Linked DNA regions of Zea mays: region 1 is linked to region 2. Evidence: chromatin contacts called from public Hi-C data. All regions are on one chromosome and are shown on one strand. The core of a region is the stretch at or near the end of the contact, and the rest is flanking DNA. Distances in the headings are between cores, read along the strand shown.

Evidence for each region. A called contact is a pair of places that touch in the nucleus more often than the background predicts.
Region 1: a contact with region 2 is called in a Hi-C map of ear, with 1.8 times the contacts expected there. The contact joins the promoter of LOC100274090 here to the promoter of LOC100272507 in region 2. A contact is called at or near these places in 3 of 25 Hi-C or Micro-C datasets (bundle sheath, ear and leaf).

What each region holds. Positions count from the first base shown.
Region 1 is chr7:147,788,895-147,794,697 of Zm-B73-REFERENCE-NAM-5.0, forward strand. LOC100274090 reads right to left here and starts at 1,404. Exons shown (of 10, transcript NM_001148469.1): 1 at 1,191-1,404. The coding sequence starts at 1,274. It also overlaps the pseudogene LOC103633056 and the pseudogene LOC103634253.
Region 2 is chr7:147,249,067-147,254,421 of Zm-B73-REFERENCE-NAM-5.0, forward strand. LOC100272507 reads right to left here and starts at 1,955. Exons shown (of 1, transcript NM_001146976.1): 1 at 1,036-1,955. The coding sequence starts at 1,882. The coding sequence ends at 1,142.

The sequences.
Region 1 (5,803 bases), core at 154-2,653, 540 kb after region 2:
ATGCTAAGCCCCGGCATCGCCAGCCTTGGCATCCCAATGTCACTACTGCACACGCAGCAGCAGTTTCAGCAGCAGCAGCATGTGGTGAAAGAGGAGAGTGGCAGCATGATCGTGTTCGGCAGAGACCAGCAAAGCTGCAGCTCATGGGACAGCGGCTGCGCACATAGCCAGCAGCAGCCACAGTACGGCAATGGCCATGGCAAGGAGCTGGGCTTCGACGGCTACTTGTTCGGCTACAACAACGGCGGCAGCAGAATGAAGCATGACAACTGCAGGCTGATCAGCAGCTGCAGATGCTCACCAGCAAGCCCATCAGCAGGTGTCGGTGGAGTACAACTACAAGGAGATCAAGCAGCAGCTCATGAGCACAGCCGCCGCTGATAGTATACACAGCAGCCACGATGACAGCGGGATGGGAGGGTTCGGCGGCTCGCAAGGGAAGGTGGCAGATGATGTAAATTGACTGCTGAGAGATTGACATAGGTAATATTGATTGTTGATCAACCGTCGACGTCAAGGTGTGTTTGATTTTACTGTTGCATTTTTTCTTCATCCACTGTTCTTGCAAACCGAACATGCGGCAACTGCAGAACAACTGAACAACATTTAATCGGATCTGGTAAACTAGTGCCATGTTGTTTCATTTGAATTTCTGATTATTCAAACAATTATTTAGAATCCAATTCTAAAAATTACTTTCTTTGCACATCCAAACAAAAAAATTGAAATTAATATAATTCTAGATAATTTAATTCCAACTGAATCTAACTGCTAGAATGATATTCCTAGAATGAGATTCAATTCCGACCAAACAAACAGGCACTAAAGATAAAAAAACAGAAAGGGGACCAAAAAAAAGCGACGAGACAGGAGAGTTGGTACCAAAATCCATTCCGTAACTGCACACCAATTCCAGCAATTGCTAATGACTCCACGATTCAAAAAGCCATGTGGGTTAATAAGGCTGGCATGCAAATCTGGTGCACCTGATCCCGATGACATCTCGTCGCATCACACCAAAACCCCAACTCCATCCGCTACACACCCGAAAACACGATTAGACACCAAGCCCTAACGCTCGCCCCAGCATGACCACATCGAAGACGAGCCTAACCGATTTCGCCAGATTCCGGAGTCTGAATTGAACAGGGGGAAGTGAAAAGGAAAAGGGAAAGGCCTTTGGGCGGTACCTCGAGTTTGCGTACGGCGACGGCCTCGTCCGCCCCCGTGATGCTGATGAAGGTATCAATCGCCTCCTTCGGCGGCCTTGCCATGACAGGAGGGTTCGGTGCCAACGCGGCGCGGAGGAGGGAGCGATGGAGAGAGAGAAGATAGGAGAGGAGTTGCGTCAAGAGGAGAGAGAGAGACGGCAACAAACTGAAGAGAGGCAGGTGCTCTGATTCTGATTTCTGAAGCCGCGACTCCGAGCGGTGAGCCGGTCACCTGACCTCTTTGCTAGTCTTTGAGTTGTACGATCCACAGTTCCACACTCTCTGTCCTCCGCTGTATTTTCAACTAAACTCTATAAATAATATATCTACTGGTCGTAACGGTGCGTTGCCACGAGACGGGGAGCGTGAGAAACGGCGTTTAAGCTACAAATATTTTTATTGTTTATTTCTAAATACTAAGATATATATGGTCTGGTGGTTATTCCAAATTTATAGATCATAAGGGTGGTGCAAGCTATGGTGGTCCCTCTTAATGTAGTCGTCCCTACCCTAGCTTGCAGAGGCCGGAAGGCCAAGCTGCCGCCGTCGAGCCTTGTTGCGCTGGAGTCACCTGCACCGACGGAGGCACTCTTATTAGAAAGTTCCCTGTATCATACTGTAACCCCACATGTGGCTGCTGTCCTAGTGTTGGCTTCAGCACCGCGGCGAACGTCGTTGGCGGCGGCGTCGTGGCCAGGAGCGTAGATAGGCCTATGGCCACTAGGGCCTGGGCCCTACTTTTGGACTATCTAGCTAGGGTTAGAAGAGTAGCCAAGAACGGCGTAGAGAGAAGACGTGACGTACAGGCGGACAAGCAGCCACACAACACGTAGTTAGCGTGGCAACTAGGCGCCCAGCGGCTGTGGACTGCCGTCAGTAGACGGTCAGCCTAGTGTGTAGTATTTAGATATATTGTATTGTATATGGATACTTTAGAAGATTTGCTAAAATCAGGTTTGCTGAAATCTCCGGCTAAAATCTGTCTGAGGAACAAGAACATTCAACTTTGAATAAACCAAACATCACTTTTTTCTTCTTTAAGCTTTCTGCAGGTGATGTAAACAAGTATCGTTTTGCTAACGAAAACCACCCAGACAATTGATAAATTGGTTATAGAGATGAAGATCTATTATTATTTTTAATTAGTTAATCGTTTGTTTAAGCCAATTTTATTTCAATTACAATTATTGTGTCCAAATAAAGTTCATATGTGGCATTATTTATGTATTTTTCGATTTAATTTATTTAGCCGGTATGAAAGTGCTATATCTGACTGTATACTTAGAGAAATCCCAGCTCTGCCACTGGTCGTGGCTGGTGTCAGTCCGGTCGTGCCGTTCCTCAACAACCCTGTCGGGTACGTCTCTGCGAGGCTGGTCTGGAACAACCCGAAGTATCGCTCTGACGCCTTGCCGGGCTTGAGGTCCTCGTCGTACATGGCGAAGATGTACGTCACCACCGACTTGTCGGGCGCGCGCGGCATGCTGGACAGGGAACGGAGGTGCGACACGAGGCCCGACACGAAGGCGCGCGCGTTCTCCACCGTGGCGTCGGCCTCGTCGGGGTTACCCTTGTGCGGCCAGCCGGTCTCGGCCACCACGATGTCGACGTCCTTGTACCCCTTGGCATCCAGCGCGGCGCACACGGCGTCGACTTGCGCGTCGAACATGTTGGTGTACGTGAGGCCGGACCAGGCGTCCGGCGCGACCGTCGTTGGGCTGGAACAGGCAGAAGGCCAGCGTATCTGGCCGCGGGTCGCTGAGGTACGCGAAGTAGGGGTACGGGTTGATGAGGAACGACGAGTCGGTCTTTGGAACGCTAGCAGCGGGTCGAGCGTCGCCGCGAGCTCTGGCTTGAACGCGCCGGAGGAGGGCGGGTCGGAGCTCGCCAGCGCGTCCATGGCGTTCACGGTGGACACCTTGACACTGGAGTTGGGCGGCAGCGCGTCGTGCAGGTTCTGCATGGCCGGGATGAGCCACGACGCGAGCGAGGCGTTGGCGAAGAGGACCTCGTGGCCGACAGAGACGATGGAGACAGTCGGTGATGAGGCTGGGAGGTGCCCGGCGACCTAGGCCGCGGCGGCGGCGGGCGAGGAAGCGAGGTTGGCGATGTCGCCGTTGGTGGCGCCCAGGAGGAGGGAGACGCCATACGCCCATTTCGAAGAAGGCGGAGATGATGGTCGGGTCGGTCCCATAGAGGCGCACCTTGGTGATGATCGTGGACTTGACGAGGCGCGCGGTGGACGATGGCAGTGGGAGGTTGTCGGCTGCTTCGCCGTAGTTGATGTCGATGAAGGATTGCGACGCTGCAAGCATACACGTGTCTCAGCTTAATGTACTTCTTCTACTCATCAACCATTCAATCTACTGGGTATCATAAAAGCTAGACGTTTCTTCAAAAAATTCTCGTGCTCCAAAGACCTCCAATGAACACATAAGCCACTTCCAAGCTCGAGTGCTCGACACGTCGAGGGCGAAGTCCGGTCTAAACACGTGAATTAAAAAACATTTGTAGAACTGTATCTGTATGTAATTAGGTGATGGTGTCACCGTGTCTGTTTCACCGCACATCACTACATGTCGTTGTGGCCTGATGGCATGTTAACACCTTGAGGCCATGTTCGGTTACTAGTGTTTTGAGGAGGATTGAAGAGGATTAAATCCCCTCCTATTCAAAATTGAATAGGAGGGGATTTAATCCTCTTCAATCCCCTCCAATCCTCTAGCAACCGAACAAGCCCTGAGGGGACGGTGGGCGTGGATTCGTGTGGCTCAGAGAGCTCCAGAGAATGCAGACACGACTCCTATTCCACACCAGCACTTGTTCCTTTCTCTATCAGACGAGACAACTAATGGAGGAAGCCGTCTGACCAGACAGACAGCTATAGTTTGATGAGGGTGAAAGAATAGCGTAGAGCAACAGCTCAAGAAGAGATTTAGACTGAGAAGGTTGGACTGTGCCACTGGCATCTTAACCGCAAGCTCGAGTGAAGCTAAATTTCTATTTGAGACTGAATTTTGCAGCTGGCAAGTGGCAACCATCATCGCGAATAGTAGTTCAGTTCAAACTCCACAAGAAACAAAAAGGAAAAAATAAGAAGAGAAAGGTAGTACTATCAAGTGTTTCATTCAGCTAACAATAGAGCTCTCACGAACTGACAAGAGTCGATTACGAAACCGAAGACCCTCACCTGCGGAAGGTAGACGAAGAGCTAGCTGAAGGACTCCCAAGAGCGCAAGCAACAGAAGCTCCCTTCTCCCCGTCATTTCCACAGCCCCTCCCTCCTCTCTGACCCTCACACGCGTAATCAGACAGGCTTTCTTCATTTTCTTCTTCTTGTCGCCACTCCGGTGCGACTTGACGTGGGGAGGTGATTCCTCCCTTTTGTTGCCGGACTCTCCCGATGGAGCCTTTCCGTGGCTTGTGGCGGGCTTCTCGCCGGTCACCATCTCCTTCTTGGCGTGAGCTCCCGACATAACTTTGAGCGGTTAGGCTCTAATGAAGTACCGGGCTCTGATACCAATTGAAAGTCGCCTAGAGGGGGGTGAATAGGCAAATCTGAAATTTATAAAGTTTAAGCACAACTACAAGTCGGGGTTAGGTTAGAAATATAATCGAGTCCGAAAGAGAGGGCAAAAACAAATCACAAGCAAATAAGAGCGGATGACACGGTGATTTGTTTTACCGAGGTTCGGTTCTTGCAAACCTACTCCCCGTTGAGGTGGTCACAAAGACCGGGTCTCTTTCAACCCTTTCCCTCTCTCAAATGGTCACTTAGATCGAGTGAGCTTTTCTCTTCAATCAAACGAGACACTTAGTCCACTACAAGGACCACCACAACTTGGTGTCTCTTGCTTTGATTACAATGATCTTGAGAACAAGAAAGGAGGAAGAAGAAAAGTGATCCAAGCGCAAGAGCTCAAAAGAACACGGTAAAACTCTCTCTTCTAGTCACTATTGCTTTGAGTGAAATTAGGACTTGGAGAGATTTTGATTCACTCTATGTGTCTTGTACTGAATGCACTAGCTCTTGTATTGAATGTGTTGGCTGAAAACTTGGATGCCTTGAAGTGTTGGTGGTTGGGGGTATTTATAGCCCTAACCACCAAAGTGGTCGTTGGGGAAGGCTGCTGTCGAAGGGCGCACCGGGCAGTCCAGTGCGCCACTGGACACTATCCGGTGCGCCAGCCACATCACCCAACCGTTAGGGTTCGACCGTTGGAGCTCTGACATGTGGGGCCACCAGACAGTCCGGTGGTGCACCGGACAGTCACTGTTCACTGTCCGGTGCACCTTCTAGCGCCTGCTCTGACTCTGCGCGCGCAGTCGCGCACTGTTCACTGTTCCTGTAGCTTTTGCAGACGACCGTTGGCGCAGATAGTCGTTACTCCGCTGGCACACCGGACAGTCCGGTGCTACACCGGATAGTCCGGTGAATTATAGCGGAGGGCAATTCCAGAAACCCGAAGGTGGCAAGTTTGGAGTTGATCTCCCTGGTGCACCGGACACTGTCCGGTGGCACACTGGACAGTCCGGTGCGCCAGACCAGGGCAGCCTTCGGTTGTCTTTTGCTCTTTTTATTTGAACCCTTT
Region 2 (5,355 bases), core at 705-3,204:
TATCCTCTTGTGCACTTGGCCTTGCAGGCAGGAGGAGAAACAAAGCGCACCCCCTCTTGTGGAGGCGCCTAGCTAGGATTGACAGGGCCTGTTTGTTTCAGCTTCCGTCAGTTTCTGGCCACCAAAAGTTGTTGTGAACTGCCAAACGCTCAGTTTTTCAGTCAGCTTCTATAAAATTCTTTGGGGGCAAAAACCATTCAAAATCAACATAAACACATAATCGGTTGAGTCGTTGTAATAGTAAAAATCTGTCATTTTCTAGATCCTTAGCCCTATGAACAACTTTATCTTCCTCCACACGTAATCGTAATGATACTCAGATTCTCCTCACGGCCAGATTTTCAGAAAAGCTGGTCAGAAAAAAACTGAACCAAACAGGCTCATAGATTGCTGGAGCATGTACTTACCACAAAGGGGCAAGTCAAGATAAGGATCATTGTTGCCTGCTAGCTTTTGGGCTGCATCTAGAACGGCGTGAGATAAGATAGATCCGGTGAAGCGAAGCGAGTCTCTCTTGACCCTTGAACGCAAGTAGTAGTAGTAGTAGCTTGTCTCCTCGCTGCACGTCACTGCATGCGTTGGGGATATATGGAGACTGGAAGTCAGCTAATCCTTGGTAGTACTGTACATCAAGTTGATTAGATCGATCTTACTCTTTGACTTTGAGCTGTAGTGGTACTGGTCTCTTGTTTTTTTTTTCCTCCGGTCACACGTGCGCGTCCGTACGACCTGTATGACGGACGGTTGTTGATGGGGGTAACAAGACCACCACGACCCGGAACGGTAGGCCGGCGAAACAGGACAAATCTCGCCTTTTTTTAGCAAGCCTTCTGGATCGCTCACTGCGACGACCGGACAGCTGCGTGAAAAGCTACCTCTACCGGTTGCTCGTTTCTTGGACCTCCAGAGATTCTAGAGCCATTCGTTTGAATCAGGGTGTGAGGGTCTTTCTTTTGAGGCATGTGTTGCTTTCTTGTTCCCTTTTTTATGGAATGAAATGAAGTGGAAGTAGCACCTGAGTTGCCAAGGGGGATTGGTAAGTTAATTCGCTACAAATCAATTTGGATTTTGGTACAAGGTACAAGGTACAAGTACACTACAGTACAGATGAGTTGGTGGAGCTTATTGCTGCTATAGCTTGCTAGTAGCTCCAGAGCGCGACGTCAGCTCCGGAGTCGCAGCAGTCACCATGATCCCAGGCGGCGGGCGGTGGCGGTGGCGGCGGCTCCACGAGCAGCCCTTCCGCGAGGCTGGCATAGTACAAGTCCAAGTCCATGTCCCCGAACCAGTCGGGCTCGAACACGGCGCCGTCCAACGCCACCGTCTCACTGGCCTCCACAGGCACGCGCTCAATCGCCGGCGCCGGCTTCGTCGCCGAGGAGGAGGAGGAGGGAGGAGACGTGCCCGAGGTCGCTTCGTCGGCGGCTGCCGCCCCGAAGCGGCGTCTCTGGAACTCCGCGACGGCCTCGAGCGCGGCCCGGCGGGCGCCGTCCAGGCCGCCCGAGAGCGCGGGCGGGGGCGGCACGGCGAGCAGCCACGCGGAGTCGGGGAAGTTGAGGCAGGCCGCGCCGCGGCCCAGGGCGAGCATCGCGGCGTCGTGCGCGCGCGCCGCCGCCTCGGCGCCGAGGTAGGTGCCGAGCCACAGCCGCGCGCCGCGCCGCCCGGGGACGCGCACCTCGCACACCCACCGCCCCGCGGCGCCCCGCCGCCGCACGCCGCGGAACACCGGGTGCCGCGTCTCCCGGAACTTGGTGCGCCCCGCGGGGCGCTTCTTGGGACCAGAGCAGCAGAGCGGCTTGTCCTGCTCGGACGAGGACGACGCCGAGGTGGAGGACGAGGAGGCCGCGTGCTGGAGCTGGAGCTGGTGCCGGCCCATGTCCATGGCTGCCGCTGATCGCTGCTGGTGGTGGCTGCTTGCTTGAGCTTGCTGGTGGGAGTGGAGGTGGGTTCCTTTGTCTCGGGATTGAGCTGAGTCTGAGTGCTGGTGCTGGCTGCTGTGAAGCGTGTGGTTGATGCGTAGTATTTATAGGTATGCCCTGCGATGTTGGTGTTCACACGCGGAGAAGCCATGGTGACGAACGGCGGTTGGGCGGCTGGCCGCGGCAAAGGAAACAGCTGGTGCCAGTAGATTCTTTCGGAGGGAAGCCTGGGTGCTAATAAAATATGTTTTGGCCGTGTGGGGGCTAGCTGGGCAAAATATGCAGGTGCAGGTGCAGCTCGCTGCTTGACATTGACAGTGGTTTTTGTAGTGCACTGCAGTGGAGGACATGGGCCCACCTGCTCCCAGGCGCACTCTGGACGCTGGAGGAAACAAAGCAGACACTGAGGCTATCCGCAATCGCTACCTCTAAATTTTTCCCCCTATATCACTTTTTCCCTATATGTTTCCCTCTATTTTTTCATCTTCCGCAGCGGTTCCCTCTAAATACTCCACCTATATCACACTACAACTATAAAATATCATTATTTAACCATATTTATTTTCTATTACCATTTTTCTTTAACTATTAAATACCAACCAACACTAAACTTAAGTCAAGGGGTGCTACAGTCCACCCCTGGATCTAGCGGACGGCTGCGTTTGGCGCTAAAACTGTTTCACGTAGAGATGATTTTAGCGTCAGCCGCTGCACCTCAAGAGCTACTCTATACATGCACTGTATAAGGGGAGAGGGAGGCTCGCCGCAAGCGCTCCTGAGACTGACTTCAGCGGTTCCCTCTAAATTTCTCCCCCTATATCTCACTCACGTGCCACGTCAGCGTTCTCTCTCCCCCTATATCTCCACGCTCTACAGCGGTTCCCCCTATATCAAACCTCTATACCCCACTACACCAATATTATATACTTTTATTATCAACTAACTCAACTACCATCCAATATTAGTTTTATTTTTATTTATTTTATGCACAGTACGCGGCCGTAACTTGGTCCATAATTAATTAGCAAACTTCGTGATTAGTATTAAAACTTCACAATTAATCCTCATGTCAGGTATGTATGACCAACCTATTTAATACTAAAATAAGACATGACAGTGCCTGTGTTCAGAGATCATGTCAATGGTAAGCAGTTAATTCCTGGTGGCATAGTGCTACACTAACATTGGTGACTGCTCTATTAGAAGTGAGCATTCCACAGTTAAATCCTGGTTCCATAGTGCTATCGGTATTACCTGACACATATGGATGGGCATTTGGTCTTTCAACACATGCACAGATGTCAAACATAATAGAATTGTCTCCTGTGATAAATAGTATCGATATTACCAAAATTAAACCGCCGTATAAACACAGCTATAGACAATTCACAGGTAGATAGAAGCACTCATCTATTTAAATATATCTGTTGAAACTTACATTCAGTATTTGACAAGGCTTCATTTGTTATTTAGAAAGTACCAAGTAGCAAAAAGACTTTCAAGTCTTTGAAAGTATCTTACCTTACCATTCCACTCTGACCAAACGTTCCAGTGAGGAAACTGACCAACTTGATAGAGACCTCCTGCATCCCATGCTTCAGCAATGAGCTATAAATACAATGGAGGAAGTAGTGAGAACAAAAACCAAGAAACTACAATATGTTGATACAGTCGATTATTATATATACTGTTCTGCATATTTAACAGCCAATCAGGTTCATATATTACCCAAAAGCATCAAGCACATGGTAACTGCGACTAGTTGCATAGCATGTGTACACGTATCCAAAACCACAAAATGGCTTTGAATCTTCAGTTAGTGCAAATGATAAAACATAAGTATTAAGAATCATAATCAACCAGATAACCTTCTTATTGCAAATTGGAAAGCACATCTTCTTAACCTTGCTGGTAGAATAGCTCTTGTGCGATATGTGCCTTCGGCTATCCCAGTCTATATTCTTATTGCAATGAATATTCCCAATTGGATGATTAAAGCTATAGACAAAATTAGAAGGGGATTTATTTGGAAGAGAAGGAAAGAGGCTAATGGAGGCAGTTGTCTGGTTTCTTGAGATATTGTTACAAGGCCTATTGATCTTGTGGGGCTTGGGAATCCCTAATCTGCAATTCATGAGCTGGGCTTTTCAATCAAAATGGTTATAGTTGGAAAAAAATGGACCCAAACAGGCCTTGGCAGTGGCAGGGACTGAAGCTTCCTATACAGCAGCATGTCAAGAATCTGTTTTCAGATTCTCTGATTTCTATGGTTGGGAATGGCACCAGCACTCTTTTCTGGACTGATAGATGGCTAAATGGGGCTGCGATCAGGGATTTTGCCCCTGAGGTGGTAGCTAAGGTGGGCAAAAGATTTCTATATTCAAGAACTGTGGCTCAAGCATAATAGAATTGTCTCCTGTGATAAATAGTATCGATATTACCAAAATTAAACTGCCGTATAAACACAGCATTCAAGGTACTGCTAGAGTTAGACACTTCTTAATGCAATGGCATGCAGCTCTCATGTGTATTCGAGGAGGTGCTGCTAGACAATAACACATGTAAATGGTATTCTTATAAGAGCATTTCCATGCAACATGCATTGGTTTTTTAGAGAGAAAAAAAGATATTCACATGAACCCACCAAAAAAATTCAAAGATTAAATCTCCAGCTTCCATTGGCTACTGTAAAAAGCCTACGGGTGCCAAATTGCAACCACAATTTCAGCAAATAAAACTTAAGAGAAGCACATGAGTTGGACCTCAGCACTTCCTCTGACCCAAGCCAAAGGATTCCAGCCATAATAAGCAAAATCCACCAGAAATCTAGGTATTCAAGAGCTACAACACCATGTATAGCACAATCTTGCCACAACAAACTTCTTGCTTCCTAATTACCCAAACCACCGCAAAAAGCTCACTCCTTCAGAACCCTCTCCGCCGCTCAATTGAAGCCTAACCAAAACGGAGAAGCTAGGGGCTCACCTCGAGGAGCTTGGCGAGTTCGTCCGCAGGAGCCGGCGCCACCGCCTGCAGCTTCTCCCCCAGCTCCTTCAGCTGCTCCGTGGCCGCCATACCCGGCCGCCGCGCCGGATCGACTGCCCAAATTCTTGCAGCAAGCTCTGCAGCAGCGACTTCTGCTTCTGCACCGCGGCCGCCGCGGCCGCGGCCGTCGGGACCGGGGCCGACCCGGGGCCGCCGCCTGCTTTGCTCATCACGGGTGGACCTTGAAGCGCGAATGAAGCGGATCGACGGCTACCTTCTCCGGCGGCGGATACGTCGCCCTTGCTTCGCCTCCTTCGCCCTCCGCAGAGTTTTCCGAGCGCGCGATTGTGTGGCCCAAGGAACCGACTGCGGGGGAGAAATCCGGCGTAGCGTGCCCATCCATTTAGCGGGAGAGAGAAGGAATCGGGAGGGGAGAGGAGGAGGAGGAGGA